Linked DNA regions of Lactuca sativa: region 1 is linked to region 2. The links are chromatin contacts, called in public Hi-C maps. All regions are on one chromosome and are shown on one strand. Each heading gives the region's core, a stretch centred on a gene start, on an enhancer-like site or on the middle of the called end of the contact. The rest is flanking DNA. Distances are from core to core; before and after follow the strand shown. Region 1 holds the start of LOC111917845. Region 2 holds the start of LOC111885871.

What was found. A called contact is a pair of places that touch in the nucleus more often than the background predicts.
Region 1: a contact with region 2 is called in a Hi-C map of leaf, with 8 times the contacts expected there. The contact joins the promoter of LOC111917845 here to the promoter of LOC111885871 in region 2. A contact is called at or near these places in 2 of 4 Hi-C or Micro-C datasets (both in leaf).

What each region holds. Positions count from the first base shown.
Region 1 is chr5:80,531,864-80,538,242 of Lsat_Salinas_v11, reverse strand. LOC111917845 reads left to right here and starts at 1,348. Exons shown (of 3, transcript XM_023913483.3): 1 at 1,348-2,245; 2 at 3,230-3,297; 3 at 3,393-3,811. The coding sequence starts at 1,523. The coding sequence ends at 3,525. It overlaps LOC111917844 (haloacid dehalogenase-like hydrolase domain-containing protein At4g39970), which reads right to left and starts at 6,003. Exons shown (of 10, transcript XM_023913482.3): 1 at 5,545-6,003; 2 at 5,367-5,460; 3 at 5,238-5,282; 4 at 5,117-5,167; 5 at 4,939-5,013; 6 at 4,796-4,829; 7 at 4,638-4,693; 8 at 4,363-4,422; 9 at 4,152-4,258; 10 at 3,888-4,051. The coding sequence starts at 5,906. The coding sequence ends at 4,006.
Region 2 is chr5:79,791,510-79,797,365 of Lsat_Salinas_v11, reverse strand. LOC111885871 reads right to left here and starts at 4,058. Exons shown (of 13, transcript XM_042902478.2): 1 at 3,805-4,058; 2 at 2,825-2,890; 3 at 2,681-2,729; 4 at 2,457-2,572; 5 at 2,239-2,340; 6 at 1,317-1,480; 7 at 1,120-1,201. The coding sequence starts at 3,936.

The DNA.
Region 1 (6,379 bases), core at 99-2,598, 740 kb before region 2:
GTGTGGCCTTTTGTGAGATGTTGTAGAGAGAAAAAGATATGTATGCAAGATGAGAGGGAGAGACAGAAGGTAAACTTCAATCCTTTTTCCAGCAACATCAAAATACGAAAAGAAACAAGCGATATCAAGAGATTGGTGCATATGAAGGAAGACTAAATAAGGAGTTAAGACCATAATCACTTCCTGTTCCCAATGACATTGACAACGATGAAGGATGGGTCTCAAGGATTCGTAGGTTATGATTGAATGTATGTTCCATTTAGATGTTCGGATTAACTTTGACTAAGCTTTTTGGACAAAAAACATATTGGTTGAGTTTTGTGAGAGTTTAAGGCTGAAACGTTCAATGGATTCGCATGTAGGATGATTCGATGTAAGCAAAAGGTGGTAGTTGTAATACCTATTTTCTGTTAATATGTAATATAACTTTGTATGTGTGTAATTTGATGTTATATCGGATAACTAATCAGAACAAGGAGTAAAAGTCATAATTGGAAAGTAGGTTGCTATTACTAGCTAGTTTCGGATGGAGAACTAAACCCCTAATAGAGAAAGGGAAACTCTAAGCGACACATGTCTAAACCCAACCCTGTCATTAGATAAGAAAAACCATAATGAAACCCTAGCCCCCATTATCTGTAAAATCCTAACACATTCGCCATATTTTCATCATCAAAATAAATAAAATTCAGATTAAATAAGCCTCGCTATGTGCGTTAATCTCTTGGTGGTATTGGTTGTAGGGGATCAAGACGAAAGTGGTAGTTAGTGGTGTTTGTCTTCACCACCGTGGTGATGATGGAGAAAATAAAGGGGGCAAGGAAGAGGATATAATGTTAAGGTTAATGGTGGCGATTAAAAGTGGTGGCGGCGACGGTGATGACTGACTTTAATGTGAGAGAGAAATGGAAGAGGGTGGTATTTTTTTTTAAATCACCCAAGTTAAAAGATGAAATAAAAAAATAACATTAAGAGTATACAAGTCTTTTTATTTTGGTAAAAGATTATTCACGCTAGAAATTGAAACTATAAGGAGCTACCATGTAAAAAAAAAAAGTTAAGACTGAAATAACAAAAATAAACCATACTAACAAAAATTAGTGATTGAATTTCTGATTTCTATAAGTATAATGACAATTTATGTTATTTTGTCCAAATAACAAGAAAAGTAAAAAAGAAAAAATTAAAATAGTTAATTCACATACCGTTATAGACAAAATAGACAACAAATTGAAGGACCGGCCGAATAAAATATTATTTTGTAAGGACGAAATCTACAAATTTGATAAACTCACATGGAAATCTTTTGTAATTTACTCTACACTAAAATAAAATCTAGGACAACAACATTTACGGCTGGAATCAAATATGACTACGCAATCAACGAAAATCTTGTTTCAAATCATCATTTATACCTAACAAAACCCTGTCTGTCGTCTCCCGCCGTCAACTGTCATCGGAATAATGCTAAACCGATCATCCCCTCCGATTTAATCTCTATATTTCTAAACTCAAAAAAGAAATGGCAAAGTGTTTCAGCTTCACAGCATCACGAGACCGGTGTTTCCGGTACTCCTTCAGCCGCACCGGTCTCAAATCAACCACCATCACCCTCCACGACGGCGCCACCGTCATCCACTTCTGGATCCCCAAAACCCCAAAACCCAACAAACCCAATCTCCTCCTCATCCATGGCTTTGGCGCCAACGCAATGTGGCAATACAACGACTTCATCTCTCCACTCGTTTCCAAATTCAACGTCTACATCCCGGACCTTTTATTCTTCGGCGAATCTCACACGACCCGACCCGAACGAACTGAACATTTTCAGGCGGAGTGTCTTGTCGCAGCCATGGAAGTCGTTGGTGTTATTGGGAAGATTCACGTGATGGGGCTGAGCTACGGTGGGTTTGTGGGGTACAGTATGGCGGCGAAGTTCCCGGAGAAAGTGCAGAAGGTGGTGATCGCTTGTTCTGGTGTTTGTGTCGAGGAGAGTGATATGGATAAAGGGTTGCTTAGTGTGAAGAGTATTGATGATGCTACGAGTATTTTGTTGGCTCAGACGCCGGAAAAGTTGAGGGAGTTGATGAAGGTGGCGTTCTTTAAACCTCCGGTGAATGTGCCTTCTTGCTTTTTATCTGATTTTATTGATGTCATGAACACAGAGTATGTTCAAGAACGTAAAGAATTGATTGAAGCGTTATATAAAGGTCGAAAAGTGTCTAATCTTCCCAAAATCACTCAGGTTCATTGATATTCTTAACTCATACGTATTCAATCTTTTTATTGGACAAAAATATCAAGTTTTGAGTTATTTTTACGGTTAAGTAACAAGATTAACGAGGGTATTTATTATTTAATGTCTATCTTGTTATAACCTTTGGAAGTTTTGGAGTGGAATAAAAATTGCAATTTGACATTAATACCCCTCCATGTCATAAAAATTGCAATTTGGTCTACTCTTTGGTCATTTCCACGTGAAATGTAGTACCTTGCACGAAGATAGCTGTCCTACCTTGTTATGGTGCAAAAAGTTCATTTTTATACTAATAAAAAAATTAAATATTTTTTAAATTAATTTTTAAAATAAATACAAACGAAATGATAAATAAATAGTTATTGAATCTATACTGATAAAAAAGATTATTGACATATTGTAAATAGTTGTTATGAATCAAAATTTTCAAATATTTCTTTGAAGATGGTGTTTTATTTCATTTATTAAGGTAGAGATAGAGATGTATTTGTTAGTATTATACACACATATTTATTTGGTAGAGATAGAGATAGAGATGTATTATACACATATTTATTTATAAAATTTGAATAAATAATGTTAGAATTCAAATTAAAAGTCAAAAAAATTAAAGCTATGTTTTGAATTCAAATATATAATCAAATATACGATATTAATTGTATCATTAGAACATCCATTTGAATTGAAATACGTTTGTAAATTAATGAACATTTAAATAGAATAAATATTTTACATATATAATAGTTTACATATATAACAGTAGACTCATTAATTAGTGAATTGATTATTGATTAATAAAAAAAATAAAGATACCATATAGTTACATGTGGAATTTAAATAATTATAAAATCTCATATAATGACATATGACAAAAGCTTTAAAAAAAATGGTAAAAAAACTTTCATTTATTAGAAAGGATTATTGTTATTATTAACGTTAATTGTCTATTGTTTTTTTGAATCTATGATGCAGCCTACCATGATCATATGGGGAGAGCACGATAAAATATTCCCAATCGAATTAGGTCACAGGCTAAAACAGTATGCATGAATCATAACCTCAACATCTTTCAAGTTTAATTGTTTTCATAATGAGTCCAAAACTCATGTGTGTATTCATTTCTTGTTTTCTTCAGACATTTAGGCGAGAACGCGGATTTGATAATCTTGAAGAACGCTGGACATGCAATCAATGCCGAGAAACCAAAAGAACTCTACAAAAACATGAAATCATTCTTCACTCTTTCCATTGCACAAAGCACACAGTAGTGTCTTCAAGTTTGCACTTACACAGCAAGGAGATGAGAATTTATAAGGAAATCTCAGGTGACATCAGTTAGATGTCATTGTTGTTTACCTTTCCCATGTTGGTTGTGAGACTGTATGTATACCCATTTTTAGAGCATAGAGGAGATTTAAAAAAAGGGTTTGTTTGTAAACTTATATATATCTACATTCTTGATACATTTTCTTTACAAATAATTCCCGATAATATTAAAAGAAATGTGTATTTTGTATCATAATGTAAAATTCTTATTGTGGGTTATCTTTTTCATGTTGGTTGTGGGACCGATTGGTGAGGCTGAGACTGTATGTATACCCATTTTTTAAAGCACATGCCACAGAGGAAATTTTAAAAAAGGGTTTGTTTGTAAACTTATATATATCTACATTCTTGATACATTTTCTTTACAAATAAATCCCGATAATATTAACAGAAATGTGTATTTTGTATCATAATTCGAAATTCTAGGCAGCAACCACATTTTCTAGCAACTCCTCCAAGTCTTTTAATCTGAATAATAAACATACGCAACAAGTTAATTTCAACGGACTTAAAAGAAATTATAATTATAAATTTCTTTATAAAAATATCTATTCTTTTATAAAATTACCTTACGTCACTCAAATCAGGGAATTTTGCTATTGCATCTGTAAAGTCTTGGTTTGCAGTTGAAGATGTGTAGGTAATCACACAAGACATTCCTGCTTTTGTTGCTGCCTGCAGATGAGGATGACGAGGGCATTTACGTCTTTTAATTAATCTGTTTTTTTAATAAATCTTTATTGCGTATTGTAAATATGAATATATGGCAAATGGTTGACCTGTAAACCAATGACACTGTCCTCCACCACCAAGCAAGCTTTCTCTGAAACACCTAGTTTCTAAAATACACACAACAATTTTTAATAATTAAGATGAGAAGGGCATTTACGTCTTTTACACATACGACAGATCGAGAGTGAGTCCATATTGCCATCATTTTGGATGAGAAAAAAGAGAAGAAAAGTTTTGTCTCATTTACATCAATCTCATTCTCAGTCCAATGTATGTCAAACACAGTACACGTTAGTCAGTATCAGTACTTGGTGATTATTACCTTGGAGGCTGTGATATATATAGAAGGGTCAGGCTTCTTTTCCTTCACATCATCACCTACAAAATAACCATTTAATAGAACACTATGATCTCTCAACATGCAACAAGATTATAGTTGATAATTTTTTCTTATTATAATGTATAAAACTATAAATATACCTGCAAGAAAGCAATCAAGACCTTCGAATCGTTCCTGAAGCAAGAGAAAGGGCAACAATTTAAGAAACATGCCATTGAAGAACAATGTAAATGATGATTGTTAATAATTAAATCCCAAAAAGTAAATAGGAAGTTGGGATTACCATTCCAATAAGATTCTCTAAACAAAGAATAACTGAGCTTTTGGTTGCAGCAGAACATACAGCAACCTTTTTACCCTGCAGTTTAAGAAAATAATTAAGTGAAAAGATCAAGAAACATCAATGTCACAATACAAAGAAAACCCTAAGAGATCATATTAGGGTTCGATTACTATCTTACAGAAGCTCTAGCCTCATCCATTAATCTTAGTACACCTGGTCTGGGCTCAACCTGTTGTTGAAGATGGAAAGATTAAGCAGATTATACAACAACAAAAAAAAACACAATTATTACTTCTTACACTTCCAGATTTGATTATATCCTTGTACGCTTCAGTCTTCCAATCCTAACAACACCAAAATAAGTAGTTGAGTTGAGTTTCAATTGCTTAGGAAATAACATTTCGTCTACAATTGTTGATCGATTACACCTGAAGAGTGTCAATTAAATTTGCCCTATCGATGTCAGTTTCAGGAGGCGTGTCAAAGAGTGTTGAAGAAGGCCAACCATTCTCCTTAAAATACCTGATCACGTTAGTGCGATTACTGTCACCGATTCTCAATTAGCATAAGGAAAAGAAAAATAAAGAGGATAGTGAGAGAGATAACCAGCGCATTTTAGGTTTACCACCACCGACTTGGTTCTGAAGGACGTCGTAGAATTCAATATCCCAAATGAGAGGTTCAGAGAAGGGAGGGCAACGGACATTGAAGTGAGCGAAAGCCAGATTGTAAGCTTGGCGGTGTAAGTCTTCGGATTCGAGAATAACGCCGTCGCAATCGAATATTAGAGCTTCCATTGCCCGTGAAGAAGCGGAAATTGAGCGCGATGATGATCTGGTTGAAGTAGAATAAGAAGAGAAATAAGGGATACGACGGAGAGAAGTGGTGGTTTTGTGGAGTGAAAAGAGAGGTATGTGGTGGCGAGTAGTGGTGGGAGGGCAGAGGAGAACCATGGCGTTGGACGCCATTGATGATTAACTTGTGGGAGTAACTTTATCTCATATGCCACAAGGTATGAAGTATGTGTTCGTTGTGGCGGGTTATGTTCTTGTGGCTGCGCAATGGGGTGGGAGTTTGGCGTTTTAAAATTATTATTATTATTATTATTTTTTGGTGGGGGTGGGGGGATAAACAAAAAATTATAGTATTATTTAATTGGGAATATAACTTATTAAGGTAATTAACTTTTCGGTATGTTCACATCTGGGTAATTATCTTTTTTTTGTACACATCTAAGTAACAAACTTGTTGGAAGTGTTCACATATGACCATTATAACCTGCTATAACAGGTTAAATCCTAGATGTGAACGTTTTCAACAAGTTCGTTATCTAGATGTGTACAAAAAAAATAGTTACCCAAATATGAAAACGCAAAGTAAAAATTAAATTACACGAATGGTCCTTGTGGTTTGGGAGAATTTGTGTTTCTTGGTCCTTAAC
Region 2 (5,856 bases), core at 2,809-5,308:
AAACTTTTTTCAAAAGTTTCAATAAAGTCCTAAAAGTTTTTTTTGAACAGAAAAGTCCCAATATTTTGATGCATTGCCTAAATTAACGAAAAAGTCTTTTCTTATATTTGAACAGCAAATGATAGATTATATATTTTTTTCAAAATATTGGGACTTTTCTGTTCAAAAAAAACTTTTAGGACTTTATTGAAACTTTTGAAAAAACTTTAGGACTTTTCTGTAGATAACCCTTTCATGTTCATAGAATGTTTTTTGAAAGAATTGGAATTTGATGGAATCATAATCTTTTACGTGTTTGGTTGGATGGAAATGGAATGGAATTCAATAACAAAAATGAAGTAACTGTTAAACTTTTATTTATTTATTTCATTTATTTATGATTAATCTCATAAAAGACCTTATATTTTGTATTTTTTTTTCCGGATTAAATCTCAAGTTGATCTTTTGCATGAAAAGACCTTGTATTTTTTTATTTTTTCTGATCTGGCCCTTTTAGTCATTTTTTTCCAAAAAAAAAATGTAAAATGTGAGGGTTTTTTCGAGAAAAATGAAAAAAGTTGAGGGTTTATTTAGAAGCAGTTATAAAGTTGAAGGTTTTTTTCGGAGGGATATCTACAGAAAAGTCCCAAACTTTTGAGAAAAGTTTCAAAAAAGTCCTTTTTTTTTTAACAGAAAAGTCGCGATTATTTAACATTTTGCCCAAATTAACAAAAAAGTCCTTTTTTATATTTGAAAAACAAATGACAGACTATGTGATTTTCTCAAAATAATGGGATTTTTCTGTTCCAAAAAAAATAGGACTTTTTTGAAACTTTTCCCAAAAGTTTGGGACTTTCCTGTAGATTTCCCTTTTTCCGAAAAAAAAAAAAGTTGAGGGCTTTTTTGGAAAAAATGAAAAAACACAAGGTCTTTTTCAGGCAAAAAAATAAAGTTGAGGTTTAATCCGGAGATAAACATAAAATATACAGTTTTTTTATGAGATTAACCCTTTATTTTAATATGTATACATAACAAGGGTATTTCTGGTGAAATCTAACAAACATGAAATTCAAAGGAATTGAACTCCATCTCAAGGAATGGAATCATGAATTCCAATTCCATCGGAATCACACAACGTACCTCCTGTTTGTTTGTTAATGCAGAACAAAGTTTTCTTTCTAGAGCCCAGTATTCTTCCCCACATTTCAACTCATCTCTTATCCTGAAATTTTTATAAAAAATAATTATACAACAAATGTCAAATGAAGAACATTCCATAAAACTTTCCAAAAAAGGAAATATAAAGATGTATTTAACATTTTAAGTTTTCATTTAACCTATCTGTATATATTCCATAGCTTTCTAGAAGAACAGCAAGTGGTTTGAAGGTATCATTTTTGAAAGACTTTATAAATCTTAGAATCCAATCAGGTGTCATCATGTCGGAATCTGGAATTCCATCGGATGGAAGTTGCAGTAGTTTCTCATTTATGGTGTCCAGCTGTATAAAATTAGTTTATTGAGGGACTAAAAGTGTTAACAATAGAATCATATGGACCAAAAGGAAATCTTTTTGCCATTTTTCCATAGGGACCAAAAAAGCAAAAAGATTACTTTCTGGACAAAAAAATATAAACACAAGAAAAATGTAATTCACTCAAAACAGTTTTCATTTAGCCTCTTGAAAAAGTCGACCACATCAAATGAGAAAAAAATATTCCTTTTTGGTCCCTATGGTGTTATTATTTTTACCCTTTTGGTCCCTGAGAGATATTATTCCATAACTGAGGGACCAGAAGTGTTAAAAGTAATACAGTAGGGACCAAAAAGTAAAAAAATAATTCTTTTTTGATGAAATTCAAAAAATAACTATAGAAATGGGACAAGAAAAGTAATTTACACCAAAAGTAATTAACATTTTAGCATATATTGTACAAGAACCTCTTCACATGACAAAATGATTCATTTTTGGTCCTTAAGGTACTATTATTTTTACCCTTTTGGTCCCTGAGAAAGACTCTGTTTATTGAGAAACCAAAAGAGTTAAAAATAGTATGATAGGGACAAAAAAGGCAAAAAGAGTTGTGTTTTGAATCAAAAATTGGACTAAAAATGTAATTTACTGTAATATCACTGGTGAATTTTATCAATATCATACATCTGATCTAATTTTTACAATGTCATTATACCATTATAATAAAATGGAGGATTTCCAGAAATATTATAGTAATTTAAATTCATTCTTTAATGATAGGGTACCTGATAGATGTAACTTTCTGTAAATGAAAGCAGTGGTAAGTATTTGAATATTGATTCTGCATTATTAGCATCCATTTCATGAAACATGAAGTAAGATCTGCACTGTTTATATACAACAGATTATTAATTTATTATACTACAGTTGTTGATGTAAGCAAAGTAAATTCAAAGCATGTGATGTTTTTTTTTTTTACAAAATCTTGTAAAGTAGAATTTGCCCTTTGCATTGAATCAAGTGTAACCATTGCCACATCAGCACAATCTGTTTGTAATAATCCAACACTCATGTCATCATCACAATGATGTGATAGAGAAGCTTCAGTGACAATATTTCCTGGAAAAATAAAAAGAAAAACCACCAATTTGTTACTTTGTTATCTTAAATTCTCAATAAATAGTAAAGATAACAGCTATAAAGAATATTTGTACTAAAAAAAGAGACCTTTGTCACAAAGCTGGGGTGATGATTCCTTATTAAATGCAGAAGAAATCTGTAGATCAAATATCATAAGTATGTTTATTGCATTATCCAGAATATACTAAATTGGATTTGGAAGAAATATAGAATATATATATATATACAGACCTTTGGAAAATGGTTAGAGATCAATTTGCACTTTTGATTCATATCTAGTTCACCACATGGTTGCATCTTCAATATCACATTCATAAACAAATAAGAGATTAGAATTAAGAATATGTTTTTAATTGGTTCAAAATCATTGAAACTCATGATGTCTAATATTGGGAAAGAAAGAGGTCTTTGATAATTTAATAATAGGATATAAGATTTTCTTAATTAACATGTTATAATCCATTAATCATATTGATTCTATAGGTCATTCCCCTCATATATTCCTCCTTCAAAATCTTCTACTCATTAATCCAGATCAAGAAACTATTCATGTGTTGTTGGATTGAAATAAGGAATCTCAATCTCAAGCTCAAGCATTAACTTTTCTAGTAAGAGATCAACATCTTGGAGCTGATGTGGGATCCTGAAAAGGGGAACCATTCTATAAAACATCTTCTTTTTTATTCAATCACACATAGACTTTAACCCCTCATCCATTAAAGCGATACTTTTGAGGTATTTATAAAGGCAATTCAATCAATCTATGTCACTAACTCACTGCTTGCCTCAATATTAAGCCATCGGATATGAACAAGGAATACCTTGTTTCTATAACAGCCACTAAACAAAACACTTGCTAAGGAACATGCAATAATCAGAGATGCTTCGTCTTTTGTCATTACAATTAGTTCAATCACTATAACAAACTCATATTTGATCTTACTTCCAAATATCTCGTGAGCTTCATCAAAGGCAAGGTCAAGAAATTCTAAAACATCATGAATAATAAATTAAACGAAAAACAAAACAGGTTATTACCGAATTTGATTCATTTCCTAGAATTTTCTAACATAATCGACAACAACATGATAAAAGTCATGTATCCGAAAGTTTCAAGTACCGAATCCATTGTAACTTGAAATTTCAATTACAGTTAGCATATAGTGCTTCAAAGTTGAGGAAGCGAAATTGAAAAAGGGAGAAAGAAGTACCATGAAGAGGATGAAATTAGCAAGGAAACGATTCGAATCAGCATTTGTGTTGTTGGAAGAATCAATTGCGCCAGTTGATTGAATCATCAACATTATATTTTGCACTTGTTCAAGCTCCTTTAATTGCTCCATCTGGTAGCGTTTTGGTTTTGCTTATTTCAAGAACTCAATGAACTCTCACGTATAAACCCCGTTGCCCTGTAGTAGAGTTATGCACCCAGTCGCAGGGTTTTGAGAAAGGCCCTCGATCCGCACAAATTTAGCTTTATTACTATAAAAACCCTCCAGTTTCATATTTTTTGTTTGTTTTACCAAGAGTTAGATTTTATTTTCGTTTATGGCTCAAACTTATAATTTTTTTTCGAATTTTCCTTTATTACCGGTCATCCTAGGCCACATGTGTGCTGACTGGGCGTGATTAGCTGACGTGGATGCCCACATCGGCGTCCTCTTTTTAACCGAAAAAATTAATCATTTCGGAAAGGAAATAGGAAAGTCGGGATTCAAACCAGAAGTTAAAACCCAATGTGTTTCCACTAAGTTAACATACGAATTTATGAATATCTCCTTGCTTTTAATATATAATCTAATTAGATAGCTTAATTTTTTTTTCTTTTGAATAACTCTATATTATTCATGTATTGAATACGTATTTCTTTCTATTTTCAGTATAAATATTTATTTTTTATTACCAACATAAATATTTTTTGTATTTTTAATAAATATGGATTTTTTTTCGTGTTATTAATAAAAATATGTATTTTTTGTATTTTTAAAATAGAAATATGCTTGTGAATGTATTTATATATTTAATAGCATATTTGTACACTTAAAAACAGTTTACAACTAAAAACATATTTATATATTTGAAAGAGAATTTTGTAGATTCAATAACATATTTATATATTTAATTGTAAAATATTTTTTAAGTGTATACACAAACAAATTACGTTTTAAAAGTATAAATATCTTTTAAAATTCACATCAAATTACGTTTTAATAGTATAAATATCTTTTAAAATTCACATCAAGTAGATATTTTTATATTTTTTAAATTTTAAAAGATATTTATCTATATCTTTTATACTTTCAAAATCATAAAAGGTATCTGTATGTATTTAAATATTTGTATGCTTATTATATATAAATCAATAAATTTGTACTCCATAAATAAGTTTTTTCATTATAAAAGTACATTTCAAAAGGCCTACATACAATATTTATACTTTTTTTTAATATAGGTATTTATATTGAAAATACAAAATGTATGTATTTAACTTTTTATATTGAAAATATGATAAAGAAAAATGAGACTCCTAATACAAAAATACCGATTTATATTGAAAATACAAAATAATAATAATAATAATAATAATAATAATAATAATAATAATAATAATAATAATCAAAATAATCAAAATGAAAATGAAAATGAAAATCAATATCTATTTAAATTGTTTTAGTGATAAAATTATATTTATTTGTTTAAATGATACGCTCAATATTCATTTTAGCCCGGTGGTAAACTTATACATTTGTCAGCTGAAGGTGGCAGGTTCGATTCCTGCCCACCCTATTTCCTTCTTGATAAATTGTTATAATAAAGCCTTACATATAAACACAGTCAGTTCACTGACATATCTTTGGCAAAATCGACAAAAACCTGAAAACTTTGGGGTTTCATGACATTAACCTTTTTTCTAAAGATATTTTTTTGGATAAGATCAAATTTTCATATTTAAAAATTGTAATTTGAAATATATATATATATATATATATATATATATATATATATAACACTTTCAAAATCATGTTTTTTTTATATATATTTTTAAATATTTTAATAATTATTTTCTGTAATTTAAAATCATTAAAATATAATAAACTCTAAAATGTCTAAAATACACTTGTTGCTATTTTATAGAAATACTTTTAATTTTCAACACTAAAAGGAGGACACAAAAATGTTTAGCGGTGGTAGCGCCCCAAAAATAACTTCGACCTAGAGACTATAGTAGTTACACATAATTTTTTTAGTAGTTGCATCCTAAC